5 separate regions of the Mus musculus genome follow, and all the other regions are linked to region 3. The links are chromatin contacts, called in public promoter capture Hi-C maps. All regions are on one chromosome and are shown on one strand. Each heading gives the region's core, a stretch centred on a gene start, on an enhancer-like site or on the middle of the called end of the contact. The rest is flanking DNA. Distances are from core to core; before and after follow the strand shown. Region 1 holds the start of Isg20 (interferon-stimulated protein). Region 2 holds the start of Tlnrd1 (talin rod domain containing 1). Region 3 holds the start of Tm6sf1 (transmembrane 6 superfamily member 1). Region 4 holds the start of Fanci (Fanconi anemia, complementation group I). Region 5 holds the start of Mfge8 (milk fat globule-EGF factor 8 protein).

Region 1 (2,700 bases), core at 8-2,507, 2.9 Mb before region 3:
AGTTTGAGAACCACAGTTTCCGACCCAGTGACAATGAACTGGGGCCCCTATCTTAGGTTTCATTTCCTCTCCCCTGAGCGGTATGACCCACAAGCCCCGCACCCCAGCGGAGAGAAAGGAACATAGCCTAGCGCCTCTGTGTTTTATCTCCCCGAGTGGCAAAGCGAATGCAGATCCATATATATTCTTCCTTTGGCCTCTCTCTCTCTGGTGTGTTCTGCAAGCGCTCCCCTCTTAGAAAGCTGAGTCTGTTTCTGATCCGCGCATACCTCAGTTTGTTTATTAGAATACTGAACGTTCCCTGCGTGTTAGGAATAAGCAACAGGGGCTCCATGATTCAGGGGAGGAGTTTTCTTGTCGCTATGAGAGACCAGCCAGGGGCATCCAGAAGAGTCCAGAGCAGAGAGGAAAAGCAGCAGACTGCCTGCCCATGGACAGGACCATCTCTCAGGAGCAGAGAAAATAGGAGTGGGGAGCTAGAGAAGAGAATAGTAAGAGCGGCAGGGGGTAGAGTGGGGATATTGCTGGTTTTAAGGAAAACGGACGGGGCTGAGGTGGAAGGGCCTGGGAGCTAGCAGAGCGGAGGAGTCAGGGAGGTGAGAGGGGTCAGAAGGCCAGTGCAGAACAGGTACATGTGAACATGTGTCATGTGAAGGAGTCTGCAGGCTAGCATGGGCTGTCATGTGGACCCACAGAACTGTTCTGACAGGTTTCTGAGGAACTCTTTGTGAGAACTTTGAGCTATACACAAGAAACCCTATAGTCCAGCTTGAGCTGCGGGCCAGACTGTCATTTTGGACAAAGACAGTGGGCCTGCCCTTTATTTCAGGGGGCTGGGGAGGGTTCTTGGAATTTTTCCTTTTGGACCTAATAATAGGTATCACTCTAAGGATTCTAAGTCCCAGCCCAGGAGACTAGAACCCAGGAGGAAGAACAGCCTGGCTTGAGGCCCTCTAAAGGTCTGCTGCTGTTTGTCAACTCTCCCAGGTAGAGTCTCTGCCCAATGAGGCACCAAGGACTAGACCCTCCTCCTCCCCCAACCCCTTGCTGCCCTTCCCAGTTAATGGTACCAGCATCTCAAGAACTGCTTGCTCTGTCCTCAGAAAACCTCCCAGGGTAGCACACTGACAGCAGGTCCCAGAAGTTGTGGGACCTTCCCCAGGCTCCAATCCCGGAGATGTTTATTCTCTGGGTGGAGGGTGAGAAAAGCAAAGAAAGATGTTGCAATCCACTCCGTCCACGTCAGACACGTCATCCGAAAGGGAGGAGTAGGGCAGGGCCAGAGGAGGGACAGCCTGACGCGGCCACCAGCCCTGACTCAACCTGCCAGCCCCCTTACCTGGCCAGCCTTGAGGAGATGGAACAGCCCAGGCTACAAGGCCTGCCCCCACTCCTCAACTTCCCTTGATAATGAACCAGAAACTGAAACTAAAACAGGCAGGCTCCCCGTTAGAGATGAGTCACTTCCCAAAGTGACTGAAGTAGCCGAGAAGTGGAAACAGAGGGGCAGAAGAGAACCCAGGGCACTGAGACAGGTGAGAGCAGGTACCAACCACATAGCTGCCCAAACTGGGAGGCAATGGGAGGGGGCTTCGAGGTGGGACAGCCAGACAGGACCAGCAAGCTCTGGGACCTATAGCACACAGAAGCTGAAGGCTGGCAAGAGGCCAGCTTCTGTTGCCAGGTGGCACTGGAGATAATGGGCAGGGCTCAGGGTGTAGTTTGGCAGGGTGGTGGCCCAGGATGCCTGGAGGGCTGTTGGTTCTTGACTGACAGCCTGGCTCTCCCCCACCCCCCACCTCCCCATCCTCCAGGGCTTTCTGAGGGTCGCCAAGGAGCATGGCAGGCATCCCAGAGGTGGTGGCCATGGACTGTGAGATGGTGGGGCTTGGGCCTCAAAGGGTGAGTGGCCTCGCCCGCTGCAGCATTGTGAACATCCATGGCGCAGTCCTGTATGACAAGTACATCCGACCCGAGGGAGAGATCACGGACTACAGAACCCAAGTCAGCGGGGTCACGCCTCAGCACATGGTGAGGGCCACGCCATTTGGTGAAGCCAGGCTAGAGGTAAGTGAAGAAGGAGCAGGAGTCGAGGCACATTTGTCCTTCCACCTCAGCTCCTTCCTAGGGTCTGTGGTCTGTGACTCTCCCATGAGGAATTTCTCACATATTTGAGGGAGGGAAGGACTCTGGGTCTCCCTATCACAGCCCTCAACTAAGTTAGTCTCCCCACCACCAGAGAATCTTAGGCTCCCATCTGCAGCTGTTTTCAGGGCATCTTTCTGGTCCAACTTTCCGGTCTTATGATGGGGACATTGAGTCCCACCTGATGTTCCTTCTCTTCTACATCGCACTGCTCTGGTGAGCCTGTGAAATGAGGTTCTGAGGCTGAGCTGGCTCTGACTCAGAGGCCAGAGGCTCCTGGGCTGAAGGAGACTGTGTTCCCAGACTGCGTGCTCTGGGCCACTGAGGCCCGAGGTTCTTACCCTTTAACCTTGTGTCCATGTCTTCCAGACATGTAGGACACGGAGCTGAGCACTCTAAGGGCTGCCCATCCTCCCACTGGGCCGCCAGATAGATCAGGCTTGCTCATCCGCTGTGTGGCAAGCAGCCAGGCTCTGCTACTGCCCACTGGGTGGAAATCCCAGTACCCTGATGGTGCTTAGCAAACCGCCCCCCACCCCCCAGATTGCCCAAACA
Region 2 (2,737 bases), core at 45-2,544, 2.0 Mb after region 3:
GCCGCGCCTCGCTAGACAGCAGCAGCAGGTCGGCCACCAGCTGCATCTTGCCCTTGCAGTGATCACAGATAGATACCAGCCTCTTCCGCGGCTGCGAGCTGGCCCCGCCGACGGCGCTCCCAGGAGCCGGAGAAGCCGCCTCGCCAGTGGGCTTCCCGGCGCTGCCGCTAGCCATCGCGCCCAGGGGGCACTGGCATGCCGCTGGGGAGCCCGCTACCACCGCCGCCGCGACTCAGCTGGCCAGGGCCGCGCTGCCTTCCGCGCACCATCATGCCACCCACCGCGGCGGGCACAGAGATCCGGGTGGCGGCGGCCGGTGGCCGGGCGTCGCAGGGCGGGCCCAAGCCCGCGGCAAGCTCTTCGGGGCGCTGTGTAGCTCGCGGGAACCGTGAGCCGGGGCACGGCAGACTCCTAGTCCGCGCCCCTCTTCACTAGCCTACCAGAAAAGTCCCCGCTGCCGGGCTGTCGCCACCTTCCTGGGCATGGCCGGCCGGGCCGCCGGAGCGGAGAGGGCGGGACGGGGAGGCTGGGAGTTGTCCTTCCTTCCTTCCTTCCTTTGAAATCAAAATCCTCTGCTCCTAGAGGAGCGCGGGCGGCGGCCCCGGCAGGCTTTGCTGTCAGCCGCTGCGCTGCGGCTATCCGGCTCAGCAGCGCACGTGGGCTTCAGGGGCGGCGACCCCGCCAGACGGTACAGGCTGGCGACGGCGGCCGGAGCTGACGCCCGGGGGCGCGCGGCCGCATCTCCTGCTCCGGCTCTTAGGGCGCTGGGCGGCCACTGGGCCGAGGGCGTGGCTGGCTCTGTGGCGGCCGCGCGGAGTCAGTCGGGCGGGAGGCTGCAACGCAGGGTGCTGGGCGGCCGCGCCTTCCCGCCTGGCGGTTCAGAGTGCGCGGCCCGGCGCCGCGGCGGCACGCCCTCCCCTCCTGAATGGCCTGCGGCCGGCGACCGGCTGTCGTGGAGATTCCATCTGTGTTTCCCCGCAGAGCCCGCGGGCCCCGCGCATCCGACGCCCCAGGGTGGTCGGCTCAGAAGGTGAGCGCGGCGTCGCGGAGGCCGACCCGGGCCCGGACTCCTGCCATGTTTGTCAACCAGCAACTTCCGAGCGACCTCCGAGCAACTGAAAGGAAGGGAGGAGACCGCAGGCCAGGGGACACCCGCCTGCCCGCGCACGGTTGCAGTTTTCGCCTCCTGGCGTCCGCCTCGCCCCCGGCTCGCCGCCGCCACCTCGGCCGTAACCTCCCCGGAGCCTATAGGAATCTTTTGTGTGGCGTCACCGCCTTTCGTTTAAATCCCGCTTCCTCCTCTCGCCCTTCCTCCCGCCCCCTCCGCCGATCCCGGATGCTTGCGCGATGCGCTGCTCCTCCCCCGGGAAGCTGGGGGCCGTGGGAGGACGCCGCGCCCAGCCCCGACGCTGCGGCCCTGGGGCCGGTGGTCCCTGCATCCGGAGAGGCTGGGAAGCGTGTGTGGTGGGGAAGGCCCGCCCTCGCTCCGCGCCCAGGCGCTGTGTATACCCTGGGGACACCGGGGCGCAGCCGCTAGTGGCCTTACGTAAGCTCTCAGCATGCCCCAGGACTCGATGCTTCCTCCCTGCCGAGGGAGCTAGTGTAAAAGGTGATCTGTTTTGCTTGCTTGGGGAGGATGCCACTCATTACTCCCGGGATCTCCCCACCGCCTCCGGATTCCAGTCACCTCTGAGATTCGATGACTTTTGCAAGCCCTCCTCCGCCCTTTGTTGTGTTGGACCCTCTCCTGTGGGTGGGTTTCCGTGAAACAGTGAAAAGGAGCTCTGATCACGCTTGAGTCCCCACAGCTTGTTTGACTCAGTGATAGACCCTCCCTGAGGTTGGTCTTACCCCCCCCCCCCCCAGCCGTTTAGGAGTTGTGTGACCTTGGGCAAGTTTTCTCTCCCAAGTTACTGTAGTCAGGTAGTGTATGGTGACCTCGGTTCCAGCTGGCTAGAATTCCAATGTGCCTTGATCAGCAGTTCGCCCTTTCCTGACTCCATCTATATAATGGAATAATAGCAACCATTGTTAAGTAAAGAGCCAGTCTCTGGAGGTAAACACTGTTATCTCTGGGTTACAGGCTGGGAAACTGGTGGCCCAGATGGCTCCCCGCCCTGTAACGAGGAATTAAACGGAGGACCTTGAGCTACTGTACTTTTTATTTATTAATTTAACTGTGCAGACAGGCTTTGAACTTCTGGCGATCCTCCTTCAGGGTCTGTAGTTGGTGATTGTAGGCCTGTGCCATAGGGCTTTGTGGCCAGGTGGACTAAGTGACTCCCTAGGCTCTTAACAACAGCAGTGGCTAAAAGAGAAGGTCCCCTAAACCCACTGGCCACACCCACTCCCTTTCTTTGTGCAGACCTTGTCTGCCAGAAACTCCTGGAACACCTGGGCCTCCTCCCAGTAAAGCACTCTCTCAAGAGCCCTGAAGTCTTCTGCTGGTGCCCAGCACTGCCAGTGTGTGCTCAGCCAATGGAAATGTTTGTTCTTCTGTCTCTTCGTAGGACCTCCACGTCCTACATTTTTAAGCCAGTTATAAGTGTTATTTATAAGTTGGATGGCCTCAAATTTATCGTCCAAACCCCAATAGTTTACAGAATAAATTATGAGTCAAGTTATTAATATAAGTTAATGAGGAACAACCGGTAAAAACCTGGATAGCCGCCCTACTCATAATCAAAAATAATAATTAAAAAAAAATGCCCTTGCAGATGCTTTAGATTTTAGGTGA
Region 3 (2,700 bases), core at 149-2,648:
CGCGGAGCTCAGGATGTGGCATACTCTGTGGCATTTCCCGGTACCTTTTTGTTAGTTGAGACAGAATCTCATATATCCCAGGTCGGCCTCAGACTTGCTGGGTAGCTAAGGATGACCTTGAACCAGGGACTCCCTCTGCCTCCATCTCTTAGTGCTGGGATTTCAGATGAGCCCCCATCAAAGTCAGTTCATGAAGTGCACGAGGACAGAGCCTTAAGATTTGTGCACACAAAGCAAGCACGATCAACTACACCCCCAGCCTCTATTAAGTTATTTCCATAAATATGATTCTGAATTTTAAAAAAGCCCAAGCATGGATGAGAAGGAATAGAAATGATATGCAGCAAGTGTCTAGGTAGACAAGAAAGATTCAGAGCAGCCCGAGAGACTCAGGATACACGCAGACGGCTAAAGCAGCTCGGTGTGGGATGTGGAGGAGGTTGGACTGGCTGGGAAACTGGCCTAGGAGATGGCCTGGAGGAGAGAAGGCGCTTTGGGGAATGAAGGAGGTGGTAAAGGCAAGGAGCGATCATGGAAGATCGTGAGCGATGTCCAGGTTCCCACTGAGACTTCTGGGAGAAGCTTTGCGAGATGCTGCCGTTTGGACAGTCTTTACCCTTTTGTGCCCATTGTTGGCTGAGTTTTCAAGAAAAGGGAGGGCAGATAGTAGGAGAGCTGGCTTTGGAACAACCGACTGTCCTGGTGCAGGTTCATTTTCCTCACATTGAAAATGAGCCAAATGACCTGTAAGCCTCTGACCTAAAGACAGGAAGGCGCGCACTCTGCTGCCCCCACTGTTGCTCCGGAGCCCACTTCTTTTCCCTTCCCTGGGGCCATACCAACAGGACTCAGGCCCAGGGGGCTTCCTGAGCACACCCTGCTCAAGCAGCTCTTTGGGCGGCACTCTCATGCTCTACACCCAGACGTCTGGGAATATTCCACGAAGAGCCCTAATCTTCAGGACCTGCCAGGCTAGCCGGTGGTAACCTGGCCTCCAAAAACACTCCAGGCAAGGAATGAACGCTGCCTCAGTGTCTTACATCAGGGCATTCCTCTGAGGGTCAGTTCTGCTACAAAAAAAGAAAGGGAGCAGGAGACAGACCAGTGTGCTGAGCAGTGCAGGGCAAGCACTCCACGCTTGTTAACTCGGTCGATTTCCACAATCATACGAGGGAGCAGGTTATTCCCATTTCACAGAGAAATGATACAGAATGTTTCAGTAACTTGATCAAGGTCAAGGGGCGGTGAGTGAGCAACCAAGGTGGAAAACAAATATTTCCACTTGGCACTGGAACATTGGTTGCGGACGTTGATGGCAGCTGTGTGTAGGGAAGGGGTGCGCGCGGGGGGTGGGGTGGGAGGGCGGCACAGTGTTGTTCCAGGAGCATCTGTCCCCACAGGTCTCTGAGCCGATCTCGCGGGCCTGCGGGCTCTGACACCCTCAGATCTGGCTCCACCCTCTGCTGGCCCTTGGCTCAGCCCAGCTCCGTTCCAGCTCGAGGATGCCCAGCTCCCATCTGTGACCCGCGTCCTTCGCCGGGCCCTTCCTTTTCCCATTAAAGCAAGCGTCCTGGGGCGCTTGTCTCCTCGCGGTGGCTGCTGAGCCCTTGCGTTCGTTAGCAGGAGCCTGGTGGGGACGCCTCTGGGGATCGTACAGCGGCCCTAGAGCACCCGGGTGGTGCCTCTCTCTGTGCGCGCCGGGCAGCTACGGGCGACGGGGACGCGCAGAGGAGACGCGGCCGGGGGCCGCCTGGAAGGGCAGCGGCGAGGGGCGCGGCGCCGCCGGAAGCTGAGCCAGGGGACCCCCGGCGCGATGCGGTGAAAGAAGAGCGACCCGGAGGTGGCAATGAGTGCCTCTGCGGCCACGGGGGTTTTTGTGCTGTCCCTCTCAGCCATCCCGGTCACCTACATCTTCAACCACCTGGCGGCCCAGCACGAGTGAGTGAGCGCGCGCGGGGTAGACAAGAGCCCGCAACTTTTCCGCGGGTTTGGGACCGCGGCTTTGGGACTGGGTAGCTTCCAGAAACGCCACGCCCGCAGCATGAGGGAGGCACCAGGGTCACCCGGCCCTAGGTCCTCAAACTGGGCTAGGGCAGTTCAAGGTCTGAGAGCTGGGCGCCTGCTCTTTGCCAGTACTGGGTGGGTAGCTGATATTACCAAGGTCAATACCGAAATGCCCCTGCCTCCGAGGCTCTCAGACACTAGAGGGGTGCAGAGCAACACGGAAGGCACGAACCGCCTTATTTGAAAGGAACGCTTTCCTTGTATGGACTTTCACATACTTACCATTTTATAATTTTAGAAACTGTTGTGAGCGGCTAACAGAAATAACCATGGTTTTCTGAGCCTTTGCTACTAACAGGGTGACCTGGCTTTAGTGTTCTGGTCTGTCTTTGCACCTCAAGGATCTTGTGGGAACTTTGTGCAAGGGCGCTGTGAAAGGGATAGAGGTTCGATGCTGGCCAGGAGCAAAGGTTCAGTGATCAGTTTAATGCTAAGGAACCGACGAATTCTGTAAGGGCTCTGGGTCCCAGTCTTGGCTTTCACTTCTCTAAAGGGATCACTGACTGACGAGCCCCCATGGGCAGCCGAAGGCCTGGGTGGTCAGTGGAAAGGCGCCAGCGGTGGCCCTGCTGAAGTTGATTGTGGGCTGCTGGAGGAGGAAGTAACTGGCTGTGCTTTTCATAGCAGTTGGTGCTA
Region 4 (2,700 bases), core at 168-2,667, 2.5 Mb before region 3:
CCAATCACAGTTATGTCGCAAGTTAAAACCCAGCCTGGGCTAAGTGGGATCCTGACTAAGAAAACATAAGCAAAAAGTTAATGTTGCCGGGCGTGGTGGCGCACGCCTTTAATCCCAGCACTCGGGAGGCAGAGGCAGGCGGATTTCTGAGTTCGAGGCCAGCCTGGTCTACAAAGTGAGTTCCAGGACAACCAGAGCTATACAGAGAAACCCTGTCTCAAAAAACCAAAAAAAAAAAAAAACAACAACAACAAAAAAAAGTTAATGTTAATAAAAAAACAGGTAGCCAGGCAATGGTGGCACATGCCTTTAAACCCACCATTGGGAGGCAGTGGCAGGTGGATTTCTGAGTTCGAGGCCAGTCTGATCTACAAATTGAATTCCAGGACAGCTAGGGATATACAGAGAAACCCTGTCTCAAAACAAAACAAAAACCAAAAATTAATAAATAAAATAAATTAAAAACAGGTACTATGTTATTCATGTATCGGGGTAGACATTCATACAAACAATTTAATAAGTGTTATTAGATGCACACATGGAATGCTTATTTAATCTGTATAGATTGTTAACAGATTTACAGCTGAATGGTGCAGTCCTAGAAGGAGTTTGGAACTAGAAGGAGTTTGGAAGGAAGGTTTTGTGGGAAGATGGGATGAAGCCATCTGTTTCTTTAGTGAAGTAAAGGATTCCCCTCAGGGATCGCCCTCACCCTCAGCTGCTGGTTTTTAACAACTTCTCATATTTCAGTGTGGAGACCTAAATGTAGAAGAGTGATTCCCGAGAGGAATCCTTTGCTTCACTAAATAGTAATGCCTCTGCTTCTCCTCTACCATCCTAAGCACCTTCACATGCTTAGCTAGCCAGGAGCTTGTTGATTCTGGGCACTGTGCACAAGCTGCACCCTCAATCTAAAGTAGAATTTCGGTCCACTGCTTCATTGATCTTGACGGTGCACTCAGGTGGTTATTTACGAATGTATTGAACATTCACTGCTTCTGGGACGGACGGACACACACACTCACACTCACACTCACTCTCACTCACTCACTCACTCACTCACTCACTCACTCACTCACTCACTCACTCACTCACTCACTCACTCACTCATGCGGGCGCGCGCGAGGTGCTTCCGATGCAAAAGACCTGACCCTCCATCAATTGGTTCAATCTCTTCTGCACTGACTTCAACTACAGAGCTCTAAGAAAGCTTAACCCGGCCATACCATAACGCGCATGCTACTCTGAGGTTCCCCCCAAAGCGTGTGAGCCGGTTGCACCTCCCTCTCCCGCGAATTTGGGCCATCATCTCCGCAAAGATTCCCCCACTTTGTCATCTAAAATGGTACGCCCTACAGAGTTAGGAAGTCGGAAGTGCACCTCGGGGGCGGGACCTGTTGCTCTGGGCAACGGAAGTGCGGCTGCGTGGAGTAGAGCGGGAATTTTGGAAGGATCCCGAGCTGAGGTTGAGGTGACTGTTCAGGGTCTGTGCTTACAAGGAGGGAGGAAGTGGGACGGTGAGGACAGGCAGGGTCCCCTTGCGACGTGGCGTCCCGCCGTGCCTGGTTTCTGCGCAGGGGTCGGGGACATCAGCTTTGGCGGGTTTTTGCGAGGCTCGCTCCGTTCTGCCCTCCCTATTGGCCCTGCCCTGCAGTGTCAGCGCCTGCTTCTGGAGGGTCCCGCAGCCGGGTTTCGCGCGTGGAGCCCAGTGCCAGTGGGAAGAGAGGCCATTGACTTCGCATAGGATAGGCAGGATACTCAAGACGTGCACTGTCGAGCAGAACGGAGCTCCAAAAGCTAACGACCCCACCAGATGTTTTATTTAATTTCTCCATTTACATAGCGTTTATTTTAATATACAAAGCAATCACCCAGCCACCACTATAAGCACTTAGTATATTTTCGGCACCGTATATAGAAGTTAAGGTAGTAAAATCTACATTAGCTGCCTTATTTTATAGTTTCTGTTTCCTTTTAGTTTTGTTTTTGAGTCAGTGTCTTATATTGGCTACAGAGTGTGCCTGGTCATGTTTCCACCTGAGTGCTGGGATTACAGGAGAGCATCAACATGCTAGGTGTATACAAGTCTAGGGTTATGACGTCATCCAGCCCAGGGCGGCAGGCCTGCTAGGCAGTTCTACCGGCAGAGTTACGCCCTCTGGCCCACATCAGATATTTCTTATGTCCTTAATATAAGCTTGTTACTGTGCTCAAGATAACGATAAACCAAACTGGAAATACTCATGGAACTGTAGACCAGTGGGGGACCTAGCCATTAATTTAAAATGTAATATTAGAACTTGCCGGGGGAGGGAGGGGGGCTGGTGAGATGTCCCAGCAGTTAAGAGCATTGACTGTTCTTCCAGAGGTCCTGAGTTCAATTCCCGACAACCACCTGGTGGCTCACAACCATCTATAGGAGGATCTGATGCCCTCTTCAGGCAGGGGGATGTATATGCAGCAGAGCACTCATACATCAAATAAAATTGTTTAAAAAGTTAGTGACATTGTGGAAGGAATTTCACTGGTGTTTGTAGAGGAGGTAACACCGGAGCATCTGAGAGAGAGTGAGTTGAGCCGAGGTCTGAAGACTTTGTAGAAATTGAGAGCAAGGATGGGTATCTTTGTTTCAGATGAGAAATCGTTTATAAGGGTGTTGGGGATTTGAAGGACAGAAAACAATTTATTGTTCTTAGAAGA
Region 5 (2,700 bases), core at 169-2,668, 2.7 Mb before region 3:
ACAGCCTCACGTGGAGGTTCTGGATAGGCCAAGGCCTAGGCACCCAATACCAACAAGGGCCCCGCTTTCAGCCTTCCCTACACCTGCACCAGGAACCAAACCAAGGGTTCAGAGAGGAAATCAGAAAGTGGAAGGTGGCCAGAAGCAGTGGCGTTGGGACTGAGGCTGGCCACCTGCATATGAGACCAGGAGAGGCCAGCTCCTCTAAAAATCCTATGGGATTTCAGGGTCCTTCTCTGGGAAGTGTCTCCAGGAACATTTGGCCAGGGTGCAGGTTGGGGGGGGGGGGGCAAAGAGGAGGGGTGGAAAGGGTCAGAGGAGACCCAAGCATCTTTCCAGCTGAGTGGACAGACCAGGAGTTTCCAGGTCGTGGAAGCTTGGGGCACCCAATGCCTTCAGCTCCAACCCCGAGGTCAGATCCTGTGCTGGGCGACAGAACACAGCTGTGATCTCTCCTGCCTGTGATCACTCCAGTCCCGCCGCCAGTCCCGTTTCTATGAGAAAGGATTTAGGGGCTGCCCCACGTGGGCACTGCTTTTTCATGATGAACTCTCTCCAGCAGCATCCCGCAAGAAGCCCAGACGTCTACTGGGGACCTCAGAGCAGAGGAGGAGGAGGAGGAGGAGGAGGAGGAGGAGGAGAAGGGTTAGGGGAGATAAAGCAGCTGGCCAAGGTCAGCCGGGGGCAGGAAGCCCTTTTCTAAGTTCCAGACCAGCCCCACCTACAAGCCAGTCTCTCGCACTGACCCCTCTGTCATTCCTTCCCTTATCTGATCAAACACCAACAAGTGGGACACAAAAGTTCATTGGATTCTCTAACCAGGCGGGTTCAGGACAGAGTTTCAGGTAACGTTAGCTTGAGTTGTACCCGCACAAGAGTCCTAGACTCTCCCAAATTGTTTGGATTGGAAAGCAGACACAGTTCGGTGGCCTCACTTTACAGACGCGGTAAAAAAGAAAGAGGCACGACGCAGCGGATTCCTTTGTTATGTGTAAGTCACATCCCTGAGGGGGCCGGGGGGGGGGGGAGGCCAGGCTGTCACCGGGTGTCCAGGGTCACCACTCAGTGCAAAAGCTACTTATCACAGCCCCAAGGCCCCAGGGCAGAGAGCACAGAGGCACGTTCGCCTCTCCTACCCCTGAGCGTCCCCCTCCAGGCTCTGCTCAAGTTTGTCAACAGTAGGAGTAGAGGGAGGGCGTCGCTGAGAACTTCCGAGCGGCGGGCAGAACAGGGGCGAGGCCAGAGGGACTCACCAGACGCGGCGAAGAGGCCAGAGGCGCAGAGTAGCATGCCGCACAGCGCGGCCAGCACACGGGAGACCTGCATGCTGCGGGACGCGGGAAAAGGTCCACGCGCTCTGATGCTGGGACTCGAGAGTTCCTGCGTCCGCTCCTCTCACTCCGGAATAAATCAGGCGCCTCAGCTCCGCCCACTGGCCCAAGGGCTCCGCCCCGTACAGCCCCGGGCGGACTCTGGGCGGAGCTCCGAGACCACAGTGGGAAGAGGGAGGGCTGAAGTGGGGGGTCCAGTGCCTCAGCCTCCCGGCGAGCCACGCCCTGATGCCGCTGCCAGTCCTCAGCCTGAGGCCAGGCCCCGGCTTCCTGAATAGACTGGACAGGGGGAAATTGCTCAGGAGGAATTTTAACAAGTGGCTGGATAATGGAGTGCTTTCCTAAGCATGCTGGAGACCCTAGATTCGATCCCCAACCCAGCAAAGATAAATAAAATAAAATAATCCAGGAGTGGTGGTGGCTCACGCTTGTACTCCCAACTGTTAGGAAGCTGAATCAGGAGGATCAGACAGTTCCAGATCGGATCCCCAGAGTGGGCTCCATCCATATTGAGTTCCAGACTAGTCTGGGCTATAGAATGGGACCCTGTTTCCTAAATGTGTGAGTTTATTGATTATTTGTTGTTTAGTTAATTAAAAATAACTGTTTAGAGTTTAAATGCTAATTCTTATCTGTAATCAGAGAACAGCAAATTCAGGCTACAATGAGTACAGTGTTTCCTCCTTTATCAGATCGGCAAGTGTCAGGCTGTTAACAGCAGAGGCTGTGGGGCAAACAGGCTGAGGCACGCGGACCTTGGACAGAGTATACGCCAGCTCAGCTTCTTTATTTGGTAATGTCTTTCAAAATGTCACATATCAACGCCTTAAGACCTAGCAGTAATGCTTAGAGATGCACAACCATTCCATTAGATAGACATCTGTGCAAAATGACACTACAGGATGACATAACGTCTTTAGAAACCATGAAAAGGCCAAAAAAAAAAAAAAAAAAAAAAGGAATTGGCAAACTTGTGTAAAAGTCCCAAATTAGAAATATTTTAGGATTTTGGCCACTGTGGTGGTTCAAGCCTATAATGCCAGCACACTGGATTATTAAAGGAAGTCCAAGGCTAGCTTGAACAACATGGTGAATCTTCAGCTACCCTAACCACCAGAATGAGATTCTATCACAAAAAGAGAGAGAGAGAGAGAGAGAGAGAGAGAGAGAGAGAAGGAAAGAAGGAAAGAAAGAAAGAAAGAAAGAAAGAAAGAAAGAAAGAAAGAAAGAAAGAAAGAAAGAAAGATAGAAAGATAGATAGATCTGGCTAAAGAAATGGCTCAGTGGGTAAAGCATTTGCTGAGCGAGTGCGGCTACCTCAACTCAATCCCCACAAATCGATCAGGAAGGCAGACAGAAGCAGAGAGCC

Evidence for each region. Promoter capture Hi-C pulls out the DNA fragments that hold promoters and counts their contacts. Capture Hi-C pulls out chosen DNA fragments and counts their contacts.
Region 1: a contact with region 3 is called in a promoter capture Hi-C map of liver, with 6 times the contacts expected there. The contact joins the promoter of Isg20 here to the promoter of Tm6sf1 in region 3. A contact is called at or near these places in 2 of 39 promoter capture datasets (both in liver) and 1 of 9 other capture datasets (liver).
Region 2: a promoter capture Hi-C map of liver shows a contact between it and region 3, with 2.4 times the contacts expected there. The contact joins the promoter of Tlnrd1 here to the promoter of Tm6sf1 in region 3. A contact is called at or near these places in 2 of 39 promoter capture datasets (liver and pre-B cells), 2 of 115 datasets of contacts at active chromatin or transcription factors (astrocytes and extraembryonic endoderm stem cells) and 2 of 9 other capture datasets (adipose tissue and liver).
Region 4: a contact with region 3 is called in a promoter capture Hi-C map of liver, with 3 times the contacts expected there. The contact joins the promoter of Fanci here to the promoter of Tm6sf1 in region 3. A contact is called at or near these places in 2 of 39 promoter capture datasets (liver and pre-B cells).
Region 5: a promoter capture Hi-C map of pre-B cells shows a contact between it and region 3, with 3 times the contacts expected there. The contact joins the promoter of Mfge8 here to the promoter of Tm6sf1 in region 3. A contact is called at or near these places in 2 of 39 promoter capture datasets (liver and pre-B cells) and 1 of 9 other capture datasets (liver).

Annotation. Positions count from the first base shown.
Region 1 is chr7:78,912,508-78,915,207 of GRCm38.p6, forward strand. Isg20 (interferon-stimulated protein) reads left to right here and starts at 1,258. Exons shown (of 4, transcript NM_020583.5): 1 at 1,258-1,535; 2 at 1,815-2,067. The coding sequence starts at 1,840.
Region 2 is chr7:83,883,047-83,885,783 of GRCm38.p6, forward strand. Tlnrd1 (talin rod domain containing 1) reads right to left here and starts at 1,295. Exons shown (of 1, transcript NM_030705.4): 1 at 1-1,295. The coding sequence starts at 175. It also overlaps a transcript of Mesd not described here.
Region 3 is chr7:81,857,603-81,860,302 of GRCm38.p6, forward strand. It overlaps Tm6sf1 (transmembrane 6 superfamily member 1), which reads left to right and starts at 1,399. Exons shown (of 10, transcript NM_145375.4): 1 at 1,399-1,938. The coding sequence starts at 1,847.
Region 4 is chr7:79,390,921-79,393,620 of GRCm38.p6, forward strand. Fanci (Fanconi anemia, complementation group I) reads left to right here and starts at 1,418. Exons shown (of 38, transcript NM_145946.2): 1 at 1,418-1,471. It also overlaps a transcript of Rlbp1 not described here.
Region 5 is chr7:79,147,642-79,150,341 of GRCm38.p6, forward strand. It overlaps Mfge8 (milk fat globule-EGF factor 8 protein), which reads right to left and starts at 1,419. Exons shown (of 9, transcript NM_001045489.1): 1 at 1,254-1,419. The coding sequence starts at 1,326.